2 separate regions of the Arabidopsis thaliana genome follow, and region 1 is linked to region 2. A link is a contact called in public capture Hi-C data. All regions are on one chromosome and are shown on one strand. The core of a region is the stretch at or near the end of the contact, and the rest is flanking DNA. Distances in the headings are between cores, read along the strand shown. Region 1 holds the start of AT2G17050 (disease resistance protein (TIR-NBS-LRR class)). Region 2 holds the start of MEE15 (Major facilitator superfamily protein).

The links. Capture Hi-C pulls out chosen DNA fragments and counts their contacts.
Region 1: a contact with region 2 is called in a capture Hi-C map of seedling, with 3 times the contacts expected there. The contact joins the promoter of AT2G17050 here to the promoter of MEE15 in region 2. A contact is called at or near these places in 7 of 26 Hi-C or Micro-C datasets (callus, cotyledon, flower and 3 more) and 3 of 3 other capture datasets (root, seedling and shoot).

The regions. Positions count from the first base shown.
Region 1 is chr2:7,414,348-7,419,737 of TAIR10.1, forward strand. AT2G17050 (disease resistance protein (TIR-NBS-LRR class)) reads right to left here and starts at 1,455. Exons shown (of 6, transcript NM_001335535.1): 1 at 196-1,455; 2 at 1-103. The coding sequence starts at 1,263. AT2G17055 (Toll-Interleukin-Resistance (TIR) domain family protein) reads right to left here and starts at 4,304. Exons shown (of 1, transcript NM_201748.2): 1 at 3,528-4,304. The coding sequence starts at 4,115. The coding sequence ends at 3,705.
Region 2 is chr2:7,367,582-7,372,510 of TAIR10.1, forward strand. It overlaps MEE15 (Major facilitator superfamily protein), which reads left to right and starts at 1,871. Exons shown (of 12, transcript NM_001335512.1): 1 at 1,871-2,141; 2 at 2,977-3,088; 3 at 4,796-4,908. The coding sequence starts at 1,968. It overlaps AT2G16960 (ARM repeat superfamily protein), which reads left to right. Exons shown (of 19, transcript NM_001335507.1): 11 at 1-10; 12 at 129-191; 13 at 268-342; 14 at 429-500; 15 at 581-741; 16 at 833-884; 17 at 967-1,035; 18 at 1,131-1,190; 19 at 1,296-1,382. The coding sequence ends at 1,382.

The DNA.
Region 1 (5,390 bases), core at 205-2,704, 46 kb after region 2:
TCAGAAATCTAAGATTATGCATACTCTTGAAAGCATCAGGTTTGACAAAGAATTTCAAGTTAGACATGTCTAGAAATATGACTTCAATATCTTCAGTAGTACCCTGAAAACACAAGATAGTCCAATAAATCATACTCAAAATCAAATTTTTATAAGATAAATTATATAGCATATCTAACATTTTTCATAACATACCTTAGATTCACCCTTTAATTTGGTTTCTTCATCTTCTAGCAGAGGTTGAATGATTGAAGTGTCCCATAGTCTGACATGCCTATCAAGTTCTACAGTTCCTTCATTTGAAATCGCCTTCCCAACAATCTGGATCAGATTATGCATTTCCATCTTTCTTTTTACAATAGTCACCAGACACTTATCCACTAGAACATATATTCCAACATGTGGAAAGAATCCACATCCTTCAAACAGTTGCATCACGTAGTCCGCCTTTTCTCCCCTGAAGAAACAAGCAATGTCTAGAAACATGCTCTTCTCGTTCTCATTAAGTGCATTGTAATTGCTCTTGAATACTTCCATAATCTGAGGTGGAGGGTGGTTGAGCTTGAGGAGCTTAACCTCCATTTTATCTGACTTCATGTGTGACAACATTTCTTCATAAAGGCTAAGAGCTAGAGGGTTTCCACTAAAATATTTGACAGAAATATAGTAAGGTGCAAGAGTTTCCAACCCACTCTGTTTTCTCCAGTCTATTCCAAATGCGCATCCGTGAAGTAGTTGCTTAGCCTCATCTTTGTTTAAACCTTCAACCTCATATATTTGGTTGACGCCACACTGCACTAGTACTTGTTTATCTCTAGAGGTTATGATTATCAGGCTCCCTGGACCAAACCAATCAAACCCATTAAGAAAAGCGTCTGCATCCAGAGGTTTAAGAACATTGTCAAGGACGATAAGAAGTCTTTTTTGTCCGGACTTGATAAAAGAATTGTTTATATTTTCCCCTAAGTATTCATTCCACAAATGATAAAGTCCTTTCGCAAGAAATTCTTTGTCGAAGTCTTTGATGATGCAAGAAGCTTCATAATCACCAGAAAATTGGTCAAATGCTGCTTCGGCAAGTGTTGTTTTTCCTATGCCTGGCATACCCCATATGCCTATGCTGCGGATACCCCATAGTTGCTTGTAAACAATTTTTTCTAACTTCAGCATCTTCCTGTAGATCCCAATTCGTTTGGTAGGGAAAATCTTTTCATACATATCCCTAGCAATGTCTTCCACTAGTTCACAAGCACCATAATCCATCCTCCTTGAGAGTTGAGACCAACACAATTATATAGTTAGACATTCCGGTGATAACATATGTGTCTTAATTAAACTTAAACATGTGTATAATAATGAGGGACAACGACCAATTTCTACTTGAACAAAATTCCATTACATCGACTCATATTATGTTAAGATGCCATGCACGATGTCAATGTGATAAAAAAACTAAAATATGCAGGCTTATATGTATTTTTGCTTCTACATAGAGGAACTTTATAAATAAGTTGTTTTAATTTCAATTTATTTCTCTATGTTTTCCTCTAAAAATAAATATTAATAGATTCGATTTTTATTTTTGAATTACCACCTTTTATTTATAAAAGTTTGCAAATTAACCCATATTTACTTTTACTTTTACAAAACTTTCATAAAATATATAATTTATATATTTATAAGAATCTATATAATTTCTCTTTTGAAAATATTATTCTCAAATCGAATGAGTATATTTAATTTATTAGAAACATCTTTATATATTGAAGATATTACTTATGTTATTTTACACTAAATTACAAAAGTTTTTAATTAATAGTTAAATTTTTTTTTTTGAACAACAAATTAATAGTTAATTATATTGTAATTTGGTTAACTTATGAACCAGTGCAAATTTATATATTTTTCTAAAGTTCTTATTTATTGTTTCTGATTAACTTTTTTCTTTACTATTTGTTCAATAAAATGTTCTTTCAAACTTGTAATTAGTAAACAATTGACTACATTTCGGTTTCTTTCTATATATATGTTTATGATGTAAATCTTAACAAAATCAAAGATTTCTTTATATAAAAAACATTCTTATGATATTATTTTTTTTTGAGAAATTATATGATTCAAAGAAAACTAATTAAAGCAACTAAAAATTATAGACATTTGGATATCTATTAAATCAAGCTTTCTACTCATTAGATTTCGAATCTTTTTAATTTCTTTTATAAAATTTTCTTTGAACCACCACACAATATATTTAACCGATGTGGAACGTTCAATTCACACTTTTGTTTCTTCATTGATTGGGTAAATTATGTTTGTTTTAAAAAATTTGAATCACAACATTTACAAAAATCTAGTATTTTATTTATTACTATCTATTGATTCAAATGTCCTAGAAAATATGATTAAACAAGATGTTAGGTTTGAAATATTTCTAAATTAATGAAAGGAAATAAGACACTTTCAATTGTTTTAATTCCAAATTTATCATTTCTCATTCCAATTAAACACTTTCGACATATAATTTTAATGGTAATTTATTAAGTGAACGATTTTGGAAAAAAGTACAAATGTACTTCTTTTTTAATAATATAAAGATTAGATACAGACATACAGTATGTTGTATACGTCAAGCCTAGGCCTTGGCAAAATACTCGAAACATAAAAACCGAACAAAAAAGAACCGAACCAAAATTATTATACACTTAATTGGTTCCTAAATTCTAAATCTAAACCTAACTAAAATATTTTTGTTGCCCAACATGTGATTATTGATCCAAACATTCTAGCTATTTATTTATCGAATAACCAAATTAAATATCTGAAATACCAAAAAATACTCGGCAAAATATCAAAAATACTAAAAATATGTAAATAGGTCCTAAACTTAAGAACAAAAAACACTAGAATCGAACCAAAATTGTTTCGGTTTCTACATAGATGCTAAACTCTAAAACCAAAGAAAAACAAACATAAATGAATGAACCGAACCGAATCCCCAAGTCAAGCATATGCCATATTAATTAGAGTTTTCAAGTCTTATTGCAACAAGGGTTTGGGGTCTAGACCTAATCCTATATGATTATATTAAAGAAGAGGTCAACTAATAATAGGACAAACTCTTAACTTAATTATCAAATAAATTGGGTATGTTGTATACATCAAGCCTATGCCATGTTATTCTTTTACCCTACACATAATCTTTTAACTTATAAATAAATTTTCAAATTAATTATCATTTGCATTAGGATGGTCATTACCTAAAATTTATTAAATTGACAGACATGAACTAGTGGATGCAGTATACAAAGTTAGAGGAGAGAAAAACAAAAAAACAGAATCTACAGCACTTGTAGCAAAAAAAAGTATTAGGCAGTAGAAAATTTAAGTCATACCGGTCTTTTTCCTAGGCTTTAACTTTAGTAAAAACAAAAAAGGCAAAGCACGATTGGAAAGAACTTGGTCTTTACAAAAACAAAATAAGACTGTAGAAATCCAACCATCAAACACTGGTGATTGGATTTCACAACTGATTTATAGACCTGTTTTTATAGTGATCTAGCACACACAACTAGTATAAATAACATGATCCGTTCATAAATTCATATTTCTTTTTAAAAAATATCCGTTATGGAAGACTGCATGGTATGGTATGATGGTATCTCTAAGTTAGCAAAACAAATTGAGCGTCTGCAATCTTTATACTGTTACCTTAATTTATATGATTTGGTCGTTTTGTTCAGAGCATATATCCACCGGGATACCCTCTCGGCTGAGTAATCCTCCAATGGAAACGTATCTCTCAAAATGTCCAATCGGCACTGATGCTTAACGTCCGATTGAGTTATGCAGTAAAACACGGGGACCACCACATTTTGATCAGCAATCTCTGCAAGCTCATCGAGGCATTCTGCGGATAACACGTACTTCCAAGAGATAACCACCAAAAAAGCCTTGAATTTTGTTTTCTCTATCTTAATCTCATTGGAAGAATGATGGACAAACGACGATGAAGAGATCAGACCTTTCCGGCGAAGAGAGGCAGATAAGTGGCTGAGGAAGGAGTACCGGATTCTATCTTCACCTTTGTGGAAGCTTATGTACACCATGTATGTCATCGCCTTTGTGCCACCGATAATGATTTTGGCCTTTAGGTAAAGAAGAGGAAGTTTTTTTTTTTTTTTCCTGCAGAGAAGAGGAAGTTGAATCTCAATTGGTAAATTGAATTTTCTCTAGATATTAGAAGTTGACATCAAAGGAGAACGAAAGCACCTTTGACAAAAATCGGAAAAGACGAAGAAGCAAAGTAAATAATGGTTGATTGGACTTAGTAAACATGTATACATTGACATATACTATTTTTTTTATGTATAAATTAATATATACTTGCATATAAAAATAAGGGTAATATTAGTAGATAACCAAATAAAACATACAAATTAAGAAACTAGTAGAGAGAAAGTTTTTTGTTACAAAATAACCATGGACCCACGTTGTCGGAAGAAAGGAAATAACAAAGCTACCCTTCATTTGTTGTAAGATGAACAGTAAACGAAACACATCCGTGTAATTTTTCAAAATAGCATGTAACATTAAAATTTCACATGTAATATTTAGTTTAAAAATATGCTATTTCAAAAAACGTTATGAATTTTTAAGAAAAAACATTATTATGAAATTCTTTTACATGAACAGAATCTTAAAAAACAAAAATTATATGTGATTTTAATAAAAACCATGTATTACTAAAAAATAAGAATATATTTTTAAAGAAATCACGTGTGATCTTAATAAAAAACTTGTATTACTACAAAATATCATGATAAAATGAGATATTAAACTGAATAGAATGTTTTTTACAAAAAATACTATGTGGTTTTTACAAATACTATGTAATAAGAGAAAATAACAAGATAAAAAGAGGATATTATGTTATCGCATGTATTTCGGAAAAATAACATGTTACAAAGGACATTTACGTAATTACACGTGTTCTCCAACATGTTTCCGACAAGATACTGTGACTCAAGGTTAGTTTGTACATTCTTTTCAAATCTATAATCATTTATTATAAATACTCTAAAAATAATACAGAGACCTCATATATATAGGCATTATCTAAGACAAAAAATCGAGAAACCATTAATAAAGTAGCTAGTAATTGCATAAACTTTAGCAAATTAAGGAAATTAAAATAAAAATATTTATTATTTTATCAATTAATATTAATACTAATAATAATTTGATTATTTAATTTAACAAATATGAAACAACAATTACAATTAAATTTTTCAGATTTAATCGATATAATGTATAATGATTGATTTTATATTAATTCCAAATTTTAAATATATAACGAAAACTAAATTTTCATTTTTTTATTTAGTCAAGAT
Region 2 (4,929 bases), core at 621-3,120:
TCTTACAAAAGTAAGTTGTATATTCTTTTATCTGCCAAAATCTTTACCTTTAACATAATTGTTAAATAGCATGGAAAGTGAGAGCTACTCGTTATATGTAAGGTAATATTTTTTGGCTACACTAACAGGTACTCCCGGATTATCTAGAACCCCGCCTGCTTGAGTTCCTCGAAATCGCCAGCCAACAACTGGTTGGTATATCCAAATTATAATGCTACTATACATTTTTTTTTCTATTGTGTTTGATTGTATCTCTGCTTTGTACAGAGTGCAAATTTTAGCGGAGAAAACCTTTCTGCTGCGAATAATGCTTGTAAAGCAATAGGAGAATTAGCGGTCAAGGTAAAACCAAAATGATATTTCTCTATTTATTGTTGAAGTTTCTGGTAAAGAACAAACTCGTGAATGATATGAACTCAATGTTTCAGTATCCTCAAGAAGTCTCACCAATTGTGACCAATGTTGTCTATTCATTAGGCATGATTATTCAACTCGGAGAGGTGACTCTAACAGCCTTATAAGTTAAAGATTTTACTTGCCATGTCTAATTATGCCTCATTTTTTTGTTTGTGTGAATAAGACACTAGAGTTGAAGAGTTTAACTACACTAGTTGAATACAATGCAATTGAACTAGCTATGAACAGTGCAATTACCGTTGGGATACTAGCACGGATTCGTCCAGACCTCAGTGCACGATCCATTGAGAACTTCATGAAGCCTTGGTGCATGAGATTGGCAACGTTAGTGAACCTTTTTGTTGGATTTGGATTCTTTACATACTCTTCCAACCTCTGCTCTATAAAACAATTTCTTATCGTACTTTCTTTTCAGGTTAGATGATGACAGTACAAAAGAAAATGCATTTCAAGGGTTATGTGAAATGGTATTTCTCTCTTTACTTTTTGCTTTGTTAATATATAACATTGAATAACGTTTGATATTTTTCAAGTTTCTTCATAAATTAGGTTAAGGTGAATCCATCAAGATATGTCAGCTCCGTTGCTTTCATATGCTTAGCGATCGCAAGCTGGAAAGTAAGTGAACAAAAAAGAAAATCCTAACTCTATTAGACTTTTTTACTGAGCTTTGAACAATTGGTTGATACATAAATAATGAATTTTTATCATAGGATATGGAAAACAAGGTCATCCAAAGCGAATTCTCCAAAGTGCTGATAGGCTATAAAAACGTAAGATTTATTGAGTTTAAGTTCAGTTTTAACCATCCATCCAACGCGCTTGTTTGTGTACAATAGAAATGGTTAATGTCTTTTACTTTATCTTTTTGGGTTCAGATGCTTGGAAAAAACTCATGGGAAGAATGTCTCTCTGTTTTGGATCCTCTTGCTAAGGAAAGGCTTGCTGCGAGGTATCAAGTGTGACATTGATAGTAAATCGATTAGTCTCAAATGAGAGAGATCTCATTGCAAACAATATTCAGTGTTTTTGCAAAAGACGTTTCAGTTGCATTATTTTTATAAACAAAATTTGATTATTTGGATTTGGATCCATGATTTATACACAAACTAAATTGGAACAATGATAACTTTTCCAATCAAGTTGTGTGAAACCTGCTATGAAAAAAATATAAAAAAGAAACCTGCTATGAGCTATTTTCTGTAACAGTATAATACATTTATACTTAGTATTATAAGCAACATGCTTTTGATGATTAATCCATAGATCATCATTTAAATAAAAATCATTTACTTTTCTTTGTTGTTGATAAACTAATTTAAATTCCGTTGTACAAAGAAAATGGCCATACAGCCGCCAGGGTGTTACACTCAGCCTAACTATTTATAATCTTTCACGAATTAATATATGATTTACCACAAAGACCAATCAATATATTAATATTAGCACGTGGATCGGATGGAAACCTAACGAAGACACATTGATACATTTGCAAGACAACGTATAATTAAGAATTAGAAGTGGTTTAGGAGAGGAGAGAGAAGAGAGAGATGGAGGAATATAGACTTGGAGAGCTGAGACACTTGCTGACAACGGTTTTCCTGTCGGGATTCTCCGAGTTCTTGGTGAAGCCAGTGATGACTGACGTCACCGTCGCCGCGGTTTGCTCCGGCCTAAACGAAACATGTTCTCTCGCCGTCTATCTCACCGGAGTAGAACAAGTGGTATCCACCTCTACCTATATTTGTATATATGTATTGTTTACTGTCTTCTTTTTACTCTTTGATGGCTCTTTTTTTTGGGTCAATGTCTCTTCAAATCCTTTGGTTATAACTGATTCTCCCAAAACTCTTCAATGTTTTCAAATTAGTAACAGAGAACTCAAATCATTATATATAAAACTCAAATAACCTAAATTAAATGTTATTAATGGAATATTATATGACGACGTTTTTTAAAAAATAAAATAATAGATGAAGACGTGTTAAAATACATATGCAGTGAATATTACATGAAATTTTGAGTTACTCACTATATAATGACATAATGAGTTTTTTGGTACATAATACTCTCTCTATTCCTTTTTGTTTGATCTTTTACGAAAAAACATAAATATTAAAAAAGCATATTAAATGTTATTTTTAAATGAATTGTTCTTTGTGATTTACAATTTTTAATAACTCTAAACTAATGATCTTCAATAATTTATATTGAAGTTTACAATTTATCAATTATAACTAATAACTATTGCATTAAAAACCTAAAAAATCAATATTATTGAAACAATTTTTTTCTTCTAAAAAATCAAGCAAAAAAGAACAAAATGAGTATATTTTGTACCAACAACTAAGTCGGGAAGGTTTTGGGATAAGTTTTAGTAAAATTATAATTAAAAAATTTGGTTGGTCCTCACAGAAAGTCAGTTGGTTTAACTGAATCAATTATTTTCAAGTTGTTAGTTACTTCTTCTTTAGAACAACTTCAATATTATAATTCTTAAGAAAATTAAGTTAATTAATGTAAACATCTTTTCTAACGGTGAAAATGGTAAAAAAAAAGACGGTAGGACTGGGGACAATGGTAATGATGCCGGTGATCGGGAATCTATCCGATAGATATGGAATCAAAACATTACTCACTCTTCCGATGTGCCTCTCTATTCTTCCTCCAGGTTCTTTTTCCTCTTAGTTTATATATTGAATTAGTTTTTTTCGAAACTCATTTTATCATCAAAACAATGCTTTTACACAATGTATAATTCTAGTTTTTCTCTAATATTTAAAAACTAAGAAAAAAAAACACTGAGTAAAAAGATTTCCATGAAAAGCCAATCACTAATTAGGACATCTCCAATAGTGATCTCTATATTTTTCTTTATTTATAGAGGTTATTCTATTTTACAGATATTGTGCTCTAAGACCATCTCCAATGGTTATCTCTATTTTTTCCTCTAAATATAAAGAAAAAATAGGGTTCTCTATTTTCACTCCAATGGTTCTTCAAAAATAAAGATCTCTATTTGGTAGAAGGAAAAATAGAGGAAAAAATAGAAATCCCTATTTTTTGTCTCTATATATAGAGAAAAAAATAGAGATCTCTATAATAGAGATGAGTTGGAGTGAAATAAAGGTAAAAATAGAGTTTAGGGACAAAAATAGGGATGGGTTGGAGATGTCCTAAAGTAAAGTTTCCTCTATAATAGAGGAAAAAATAGAGATATCTACTTTTTGTCTTTATAAATAGAGATCTCTACAATTTATCTCTATTTTTTTCTCTATTTTTGAGAAAACTTTATTTTAGAGGTGACCATTGGAACACAATATCTCTAAAATAAAATCAGTTCTAAAATAGAGAAAAATATAGAAGTAACTATTGGAGATGGTCTTAATTATAGAAAATTGTATGTACCAACTACCACCTACTAATAATTGTAGGTATTTAACGTTTCAGAAACTATTCAATTAATCGCATAGATATACCAACAAAACGAAAGATGCCTTGATTATTTATTTGTTTATCTGCGTGGACACCTCACAATTCCATGAGTCTACAATAGTGTCAACGTAAAAAAGTACTACTTTTTGAAAGTATTATTTCTTTTGTCAAGTGTTAATCTTGGAGGACTACAATTTCGATGATGAAATCAAATATTTTAGAAATGATAAATAATGAAGAACAATTTATAAACACGGTCGGTATCATAATATTGAGGAAACGATGAATAATGAATTGATTGGCTGAAACGAAAAAGTTTTTCTTTAATTTTTGTTATTTCTTGTAGAGCTAGTTTAATGCAAACATAATTCTAGACTACAACTAAAACTTCTTTTAATTCGCAGTCGCCAAAAAAAGCCTAACCAACACTAGCATATATGTACTTTCATAGAGAAAACCAATATTGAAATTTTTTTGAACAATGTTGATGTAATGAGAGAAAGACCTTACTCTCAAAATTAATTAATTTGAGCCATAATGAAGAGGAGTTACACAAATGTTTCTTCTGCACCATAAATTAAATAGATGTAGTGTCGGACTGTCGGTTACAAAAATCATAAGTTGATGCAGAATGGGTTCTTGCCCTTGATATAACATGTTTTTTGTCTTATACTTTACCATACATCAGGATCATATAACCTTCATAAATTAATATATACTTCGATTAATCAATACATTTTAAAGTCTCAAATTAAATATAAACGTCAATTATTATACTCATAAATTAATAATTCTCTAAATTACGACAAAAATATCATTACTATTATTATTATCATATAACAATTTTGAAAGCAAGAAAGTATAGAATAGTATCTACAGAACTAATATACGTTCAAATATGTTTGTTTTCTGTTAGTTGCTATAATGTTGTAACTTTTTGCAGCGATATTAGCGTATAGAAGGGATACGAATTTCTTCTACGCGTTTTACATAACCAAGATTCTATTCGATATGGTCTGCCAAGGCACCGTTGACTGTCTCGCTCATGCTTATGTGGTAAATTTTGTTTTCTTTCCA